2 separate regions of the Anas platyrhynchos genome follow, and region 2 is linked to region 1. A link is a contact called in public Hi-C data. All regions are on one chromosome and are shown on one strand. Each heading gives the region's core, a stretch centred on a gene start, on an enhancer-like site or on the middle of the called end of the contact. The rest is flanking DNA. Distances are from core to core; before and after follow the strand shown. Region 1 holds the start of CHST1 (carbohydrate sulfotransferase 1). Region 2 overlaps LOC101796866 (transmembrane protein 263).

The links. Hi-C and Micro-C count contacts between places; a contact is called where the count stands out from the background.
Region 2: a Hi-C map of skeletal muscle shows a contact between it and region 1, with 2.6 times the contacts expected there. The contact joins the enhancer-like site here to the promoter of CHST1 in region 1. A contact is called at or near these places in 2 of 8 Hi-C or Micro-C datasets (F1 follicle and skeletal muscle).

The regions. Positions count from the first base shown.
Region 1 is chr5:32,742,450-32,746,812 of IASCAAS_PekinDuck_T2T, reverse strand. It overlaps CHST1 (carbohydrate sulfotransferase 1), which reads right to left and starts at 1,978. Exons shown (of 1, transcript XM_005013970.6): 1 at 35-1,978. The coding sequence starts at 1,978. The coding sequence ends at 719.
Region 2 is chr5:32,806,824-32,811,186 of IASCAAS_PekinDuck_T2T, reverse strand. The region is part of intron 3 of LOC101796866 (transmembrane protein 263); the gene reads left to right. Among named protein-coding and RNA genes, the nearest start is that of CHST1, 64 kb to the right of the region's middle. Within about 2 kb of position 1,881, at least 2 of the 8 cell types and tissues checked have an H3K27ac peak or open chromatin away from gene starts, as enhancers often do.

The sequences.
Region 1 (4,363 bases), core at 729-3,228:
ACTGAGGTCTTTCAGTTGATGTTCACCCCCCAGGTCAGTTTTATTGCACTTTTTATTTACAGAAAACACAGAAATAAAGCATTAAATGTGTTGGGCTTCTACCAAACCACCCAATCACTTTTTTTTTTTTTCTTTTGTGGGTTTTTGGCACAAAGAAATATCACAGGTGTTACCAAACAACCATGTACGAGCAGCTGACTGCCTGCCCAGCCCAATAACATGACTTCAACAGACATATTGAACCGAGATTGAAGACAAGGAGGTTGTTCCACGTTCATCTTGCAGTCTAACCTGCTCATCGGGGTCAAGGGGAGTTACTCTGGAGGGGACGACACCATTCATAAATTAAATTTATATTTACCTCTTACATTGTAAAAGTAAACAGTGCAAAAGTACAGTACCCCAGGTACCCTTCGGTTTGGAAAGCTTGAAGGTCGCTTTATACATTTTGTGTGTTTTTGTAAACATTGTTACCCATCCACAGTTCTAGCTCTTGCTTGGAGAGACCCGATTCCTCTTGTGTCCGAAACGTGTTGAGGGGCAGCAATCGCTTCCCCTGGACTCCATTAAGATTCCCGCTCAAGATTTAGTGCAAATTTTGGAGAGAAGAAGATGAGAAAGAAGGGGGGTGAGGGGAGGGGGGGGGTGGAACAAAACGAAAGAAAACAAAATAAGGCAACAGTTCGAAACAGTCCGTATCAAAAAGGGGGCCCCGGCCTTAAGAGAAGGGCAGGAAGTCTCTCTCCTCCACCAGGCTGATGGAGAGGTTCTTCAGCTCCTCCTCGGAGCCGGCGGTTTTGTAGCCGAGCTGCGCCAGCACCTGCTGGCAGGCATGCTGGGTGAACGCCACGATCTCGTAGGACAGGCGGAAGCGCCACTTCTCCGCCGTGGCTGCCGAGTTGCGCACCGTCCCGTACTTGTGTTTGGACGAGGAGCGGTCTCCCCGGGTGTTGTTCTGTATCCAGCGCTCGACGTTGCTGTCCATGGGGATGCCCAGGAAATCGTAGATCTCCTCGGTCTTTTTCATCGGGTTCCTGGCCAGGTCTTCATACCGCACCAGCATGTACTTGCCCTTGAGCCACGGCGGCCGGTTGAGGCCGGTGGAGACGGAGTTCCAGAAGTCCTCGCACACCGTGGTGAGCTGGGTCACGTCCAGGTTGTACGGCTTCCTGCCGGTGCCGTCCCAAATCCTCCACAGCCGGTAGGTGTCCCGGAAGGTCTCGCTGCGGGACGCCAGGATCCCCCGGGGGTCCCTCACCAGCTGGATGACCTTCAGGTTCAGCCGCGGGTCCTCCACCAGCGCCCGCAGGTCGCTGACCTCGGGCACCCGCACGGTCTTGATGGCCACGTGCCCGTGCTCCCTGCAGGACTCGGTGGCCAGCGTCAGGTTCAAGGTGCCGCACTTCTTCACGCAGTCCCCTTCCTCCAGGTGGAGGTCGGCGGCTCCCAGGGGCTCGCAGACGGGCGGCGAGCACAGCGCCTTGCTGGCCCCCCTGCGGAAGAGGCGGTCGGTGGTGTGGTTGACGGGCTGGGGCTTGATGTAGTTCTCCAAGAAGTAGAGGTCGCAGTCGTACAGGCTCCTCAGCAGGTCGCGGCTGGCCCCCAGCATGACCCGCCTGTCCGTCGTGCTCTTGCTCTGGGTCAGCTTCGGGATCAGCGTGTACTGGACGTGGTAGAGGGGCTCGAATAAATAGAAGACGTCGAAGTGCTGGTTAAAGAGCTGCCCCACGAAGGAGGAGCCGCTGCGGGTGGTGGCGAGGATGAGGACGTGCGTCTTCCTGGAGAGGTTGTAGGCGAAGGTGGGGCTCTCGTCGCACAGCCGGTCGGGTGCATCGGTGTCCTGGCTCAGGCTGCAGTTCACGGGGCTGGGGATGGGGCAGCTGTGGAAGGACTTGGCGGTGAAGGTCCGGATTGCCGTGTACTGGATCGCAATGGATGCCAAGGCTAGTAGGAGGACAGCCTTCCAGGAACATTGCATGGCTGGTCACCTTCATGGGGCTTCTTCACAGGTCGTCTTGGTGTCTGCAACCCAACAGAGAAGTCACGGGTTGAGCAAGGACTGCTGAGGAGGACCCAAGTATTCCTACTGGGTGCACCACACACCCTCCCACAGAGCACGTACATCGCTCATAACCACGTGGATCCCAGTGACGCACTGCAGAGCCCTGCTTCGGAGGAGGACAACTGGCAAAATCCCAGTGGCTCGCCCCATACACCCCCAGTGCTGAGCTGGTGCTGCTGGCTGGGTCCTGCTCTGCTCTGGGATTTGAGCCCCCTACACAGCTGATCGTGAGAGGAGGGAAGCAGGAGGAACTGCATCTGCTGCATCCTCTGGTGGCTGCAAGTATGCCCTGGGGGTGACTGCCTCCTCTGGTACAAAGCGGTGGGAGTTATTCCCCTGGGCTTTTGAAACAGACTCGGTCAAGGCAGTAGCCACCAAAAAAAAAAAAGGAAAATCTTATTTTCCTTGGTTAGTCCCTCAAGCTTTGGGAAATAAAATCCCCGAATGCTTACACGCACCAGAAGCTGCTCCTAAACCACTCCAAGCCTTTGGGGCAGGACGGGAGGATGCCGTAACTCCTTTCAAAGCCCCAGCAAGGATTTTCTGCTGTGGGTCCCTGCTGTGCCATCCTCCTCTGCTATCTGCAGGCTTGCACTGGGGTCTGTTTGCAGACATGGAAGCGCAGCCTCACGTGGACAGTGATGCGTGTAAGAGGAAGCAGATAAGCACCAGTGCTGGGTGAAGGAGCCCACCGTGCACAGCCCTGGGTAATGTGGCTCCGTGCCCCTTCTGCAGCCCCCTGCACCCACTGCCCCTTGCCCACCGGCCTCCCGCATTTCCCCCCATGTGGCACGGGCCACCAATGGATGGCAGGTGAGCTGAAAAACACATTTTAATTTTTAAATTATTGCTTTTATTATCTACTGCTTGCCCCAGCTGCTGGCTCCAGAGACCTCTCACAGGAGAGGGGCTTTCTGCACCCTGTGGTTCAGAGCACGGGTGATTCCCCAGGTGGAATATTCTTTGGCAAAAGCGCTGGCTTGGCGGCCTCCTGAGGGTTCAGAGAACCCAAGGGCTTATTTATTTTTCCAGGTCTGCTAAGCCAGGACGTCCTGCTGGCATCCCCTGGTCCAGGTGACTCATGGAAGTGCCATCTCCTGGGTGGAAGGTGCGAAGTGGGACCTCTTTCCTGCTCTCTAGTGCCGGCCAGCCACACTGCACCCTTCAGGCAAAGCCTCAACTTTTACTCCGTGCTGGTGGAGAGCAGAGCTGACGCCACTCGGGTGGTCCTGATCTCAGGTTCCCCACCTGCCCCATGTCCTCTCCCCTTTGCAACACACCAAGCTGAGCAAGGGAAGCGAAGATCCACGTACTCAGAGCAGATGGAAAGCAGCAGTGTCAGCCCAGCATCAGCCTCTGCTGCCCCTCGTCTCCCTTTGCGTGTGCCCTGCCTGATCACCGAGCTGCAGTGAGGGAGGGGCAGGTTTTGGGAGAAGTATCCCTCCCTGATGTCTCATCTGCGGCTCTTAAAGCCAGCAGGAGCCTCCTCCCATCACTGCGTCCCAGGAGATGCGGTTCCTGCTCAGCCCTGGCCCTCTCACAGAACAACGAGCACCCCTCGCTCCTCTCTTGGCCACATGCAGAGCCTGCTGGCAGGAAACACCCAAAGAGGAGCTGCACGACCCTGCGCCGTTCAGGGCAGCTTTTCTGAGCAGTGGTTGCAGTGAGCGTGCTGCAGGAGGATGCCCCGGAGAGGGCACCTGGCCTCTTTTGGTGCTGGGATCACCCCTGCCCCTTTCCCAGCCCTAACTCTCCCTGGTCACAGCACACCAGCTGTGCCCATGCCTCGCCCGTGTCTCCGTGCAGCTGCCTGGGAGCAGGCTGGCCACGAGGGATGCGCTGCAGGAGGCCAGCCAGTGCCTGGCACGGGGACAGGAGCATTGTCTGCCCGAGGAGGAAGGTGCCCAGCCTTTCCTCTCCCCCGCCCTGCTTCCCCCAGCCTTCACCCGACAGGATGGGCGAAGGCGATGCAGCCTCCCCCACCACGCGACAGCAGCGGGTGTGCAGTCACCTGCCTTCCTCCTCCTCTTCCTCCCAGCACTGCTCCAGCCCTGGAGCACCACTGAGGCTGGAGGTGATGAATTAAGCTGTACGGCCTCTGTGAGCCACTGGCACAGGGAGCGTGGCTGGGTGCAGCACAGGGGACGCTGAGTGCCGGGCTCTTCCTTTGGGGACAGTGTTCAGGTGGCAACAACTTGTTCTGGGGGGCTGCATGGCACGGACTTGGCATTTGACGACTTGTCACCCCCTGTCATCACGGGGAGCTCCAGCAGCACCTTGTGTGCTGGTGGCAGAGCGGGG
Region 2 (4,363 bases), core at 632-3,131, 64 kb before region 1:
CTGATAAGAGAATAACTCACATGGGCTAACTTTCTGCACCGAAGAACACTGGCAATGGGCTGTGAAATAAAGGAGGTTTTGGGGTTGTGCAGCTTAAACTAATGTGTTTCATAGTAGGTCATTGCATTTCGTAGCATCTCCAGGAGTCGCACAGCGCCGCATGGTCCACACTGCAGAGATTTTGAGGGAAAAAGATGGTTTGCACACCCTGCTCTGTTCTGCTCACCCTGTGGGGCAGGTGAGAATATGGGGCCCTCACAGCACCGTCAGAGAAGACGTGAGTGTTGTCAGGTAGCCTGCATCTTACGTCTGCCACCATTTGTGGTTCTTGAAACAACACGTTATTAAGCTTTTTTAGCCCTTGTGGCTTTGAGTATGTGGTAGTTTGGGATGACTTACCTGCCATTGGCATTGTTTTGTTGGCAGCCTCCATCGAGCTTCTTGTTGCAGAGCAGCTGTTCTCTCCTCCCCCTTCCCTGTCCTTTTCCAACCCTCTGACGTGTCAGCCACACAGTACTGTTGTCTTACCAGTGATCTTGAAGAGCAGGGGTAGGTTGAATTACTTTCACTTGTTCCTGCTACGGTTTTGAGTGAGAAGTATGCTCATTTTTCCATTGTAGATGGAAAAAGGTCCTGCCTTCTCCCTTGTGATGCCCAGTGGCAGCAAGACAGTTGATCAGGTTATGTTTTCTTACCCTTCCGCCTCAGAGGCTGGTTGTCCAGTTTGCTGAGTTGTGTAAAAAGGCAAGGTCACCACCAAGGGCCGAATGTGCACACAGCTCAGCATCCATATTAGTTCCTGATTCCTAGGTGTGTGGTATGTGCTGGATATCCCAAAATCTCAGATTTTCACGTAGCTGATCCCATAATTTGTGAAATTATCCATCTGTGAGATGTGAGCTTTATGGGGTAATAGTGTTCTGTATCACAGGAGAATAGCGCACAGAAAGTTGAGAGCTTTCTCTGAGACAAAACATCGGAAAAGGAGCATGTGCAGTATATTATCACGCTCAGTAGGAACACAGATTTTCTGGAAATTTGAGCTAAGTAGGGCTAGAAGTCAGTTGTGTTAAGTCATCCGCACAGGGTTCTGCCACCTGGTTGGGGATCTTATGACCAGCTGAGCTGTGTGGATTTTTTTTAACTCAACACAAGAGTCAGGACTTACACTTTAATAAATAATCTGCCAAAGGCTTGATCTTGATTAAAGGTGGCTCTTTTGCCACTTTTGAAGTCAGCAGATGAAGAAAAAAGGTATAAAATGGGGAGACTTGGAGCAGTATCTTGAGCCACACGTAACATAGGTAGGTAGTGTGCTGCATCCACACGTTGGGGTGTGCTTAACTCTCAGACAGCAACAGTGAAAATCTCAGATCTAAGATTTAAGACAAGTTTTCAGTGGAATGAAGGGGTTTGTCTTGGCCGACTTGTCCCATTTCCCTTTTCTTGTTTTTTAATGTGAGCTCAAGGTTAATCCTGGGGTCTGGGGGCTTTTTTTTTGTCCCCTGACAAAGTCATAAGGAAAGATTCTCCAGAAATAACACCCGCTGGCTGTCACTTAGTAGAAACCGTAGCAGTTGTTGATGGCAATAGCAACGGTTTGAAACTATCAGGGAGATGCAGGTCTAGCATCTAAAATCTGTGGAGTGATGAAGCTGAGGAAGATCAGACGTGCAACTAGCTTTTGAGTTTAGGGCTTGGAGCTCAGACTTTACGGCCTCAAGCTGTCTTGGAATTTGGCTGCAGTAAGCAGTCAGTGCTTCAACAGAGAAATTTCCAGCTAATCTTTTTTTCCTGAATTCGCCGGGCAGACTGCACTGAGTCAGCTCAGCCCAGTCCCCACTGTGCAGCGGCTGCAGCCAGTCTCACTCCATCACTTTTAATGAAACCAGGTCTCTGTGGTTTTCACTGATTTACTCATACGCAAGAGAAATGAGGAAGTATTTTCCTGTCTCTCTCCGATAATGAATGAGATATGAAAGAGCTTCATGGCCAGTAAGCACCCTGGAGGGACTTGAGTTTGTCAAAATGTACAAGGCGTCTTCATCAAAGTAACAAAATGATTTTCTTTCCCCTTATTCTATGAAGTGAAAATTCACATGACAACAGCCGGAAACGTGCCCGGTTTTGCTTAGACAATAGAATTGACTTTGAAAAACCGAATGTGTGGCAAAACTGATAACATCTTTTGCATCCGTATTTTTCAGAAGTGTATCGTGCAATAATAAATGGTTGCCCGAGGCATGCTTTAATGTGGGGCTTCTGCTGTAGCCTGGCTTGGTGTCTGCACCGTGAGCCCCTGCTTGCACAATATAGTATGTTGCGCTCAGAGCACAGCGTGGGCAATAAACAGGCTTCCTTCAAGGGATGTGTCAAATTTTGTTTACCAAGAATTCCCATTTCTGTTTGCTGCCCTCCTCAAAAGTACTTCGTATACATCAGAAGGACAGAGATAAGAGTTTACAGAAGATTAAACAGGCACAAACACATTAAGAGAGACAGTAAGGGATGCAAATTGTTAAACAAAAATATTAAAGTCCACTTTAGATGTCTTCAGGGCTTTTCAGTATCTAAGCTTAATAAAATTAACCAGCTATTGCAGCTTAGCTCGTGTGCTTAGCATTGCTATCAGAAGCAATCAATAGGAAATCCAGCCTTATACGGTATGGTTTTAGGGTACAAATTGTAGGCACTGCTCTGAAGTGGAGAATGGCTCCCTGGGAACATTGTCAGATGTGCAATTTGAACAAGGTAACTTGGAAGGAAAAGTAAACAACTTGCTTCTCCTTATAGTTTATGTAAAACCAAAAATGCTTGTAGGAAGTACAGACCCTGAAAAGCGAGCTGAGCACTTGCTAGTCCAAGGATGAAATTAACTGGCCAACAGAACCACCCTGCAAACTTTTGACTGAAATCCAAAGGGACAAATATTTTTTGCTGTTTCATTTGAACATTCAGTGGAGAAAAATATTTGCTGAATCTGCTATTTAACCAACATTGCATATTAATTGTTTAGAACACTGTGTCTGTAGCATGCAATTCATGCATCACTCAGAGTCCCCTCTCTTGTACTTACTGCCTCACTTTGATTTCAGCATTTCCTGGGCTTTTAAGCAATTGTGATGTATTGATTGCCATGGAATTCATGACTTTTCGTCCCCTAGGGAGCCTACATGTTTGGCAGCGGTGGAAGCGGGGAAATATCTTGGCACTGTCGTCTTTGTATTCTGGATGTATGTTAGATTCGGACTGGGTGTGATATTGTTTCAGATTTGTTCAGTTTTGTGATTTCTAACCCATCAAGTGAATGCAGGAAGGAAGTAGAGGAGAAAAACAAAGCTAATTGTGAGAGAAACACCTCAACATGCAGGCTGCCTTCCTACATGTTTTGCTACTTCAGGATCCATTTTTATATGATTAAACTATTAGTAACATTCAGTTGGCCATCTCCATCACATGAAATGATTTCAGTGCTCAGTAGCCGTGTCGGAAAGTTAACTGTGCAATTAAATGGTTTGTGGATCACGGGGGTTGACTCTAAGGAAAAGCAGGGGCTGGCACCTTCCCCTGGAAGGAGCCAAGTGTGCGTGCGGGTGGAATTTGGCCCGTGCTGGCAGCCTGGCTGCCTGTGCCCTATCCGTACACATCCTCAGACTGAACAGACTCGCAGCTGTTGACCTTTAAGAAGCGATCTCTGAGGTGATATTCCCCTCACAACAAGATCATGAGCAATAGACCTGTCACCTGTGATACCAGTTGCAGAGCTGCGTTAGTATGATTTCAGATGCCGCGCAGAGCATCAGAGCGCCCGAAATCTCTAATTCATTGCTTCTTGTAAGGAAAAGCTCAGCACAGTTCCTATGCCGAGCGGAGCTAAGTCCTGTGTTAATGAGGAGCGTGAACTATATCTCACCTATAGAGAGAGAAGTTCCTCCAGATAAATATTCATAGCATTAAGAATGCATCGCATGGAGTGAGAGCTCCAAATACAGTTTCCACTGCTGTGGGTCCTTTACCAGCAGAAAGAATGGTTCTAAAATCTATTTAAAATTAACAAAAAGAATCATTAAGCAGAGTAAGATTTTTAAAAATGCACTTTCAAGCTGGGAAACCACCTCATTTAGTATAATGAGTGAGCAGATCCTTGGGCCCTGAAGAAAAGCAAATTGAAACAAAATGGCTCCAGCACTGACTTGCATAATGATAGACTTGAGCACGTGTCCTGGCAAGTAATGATCCCATCTTTCCCACGGGGCTTCAGAAAACAGAGTTTATTGTGACAGAAGGCTCTGGCCAGGACACTGTTTCCATCAGGGAAAAAAAAAAAAGAGGGCTGGTAACAATATGAATATGGAGTGGAAGA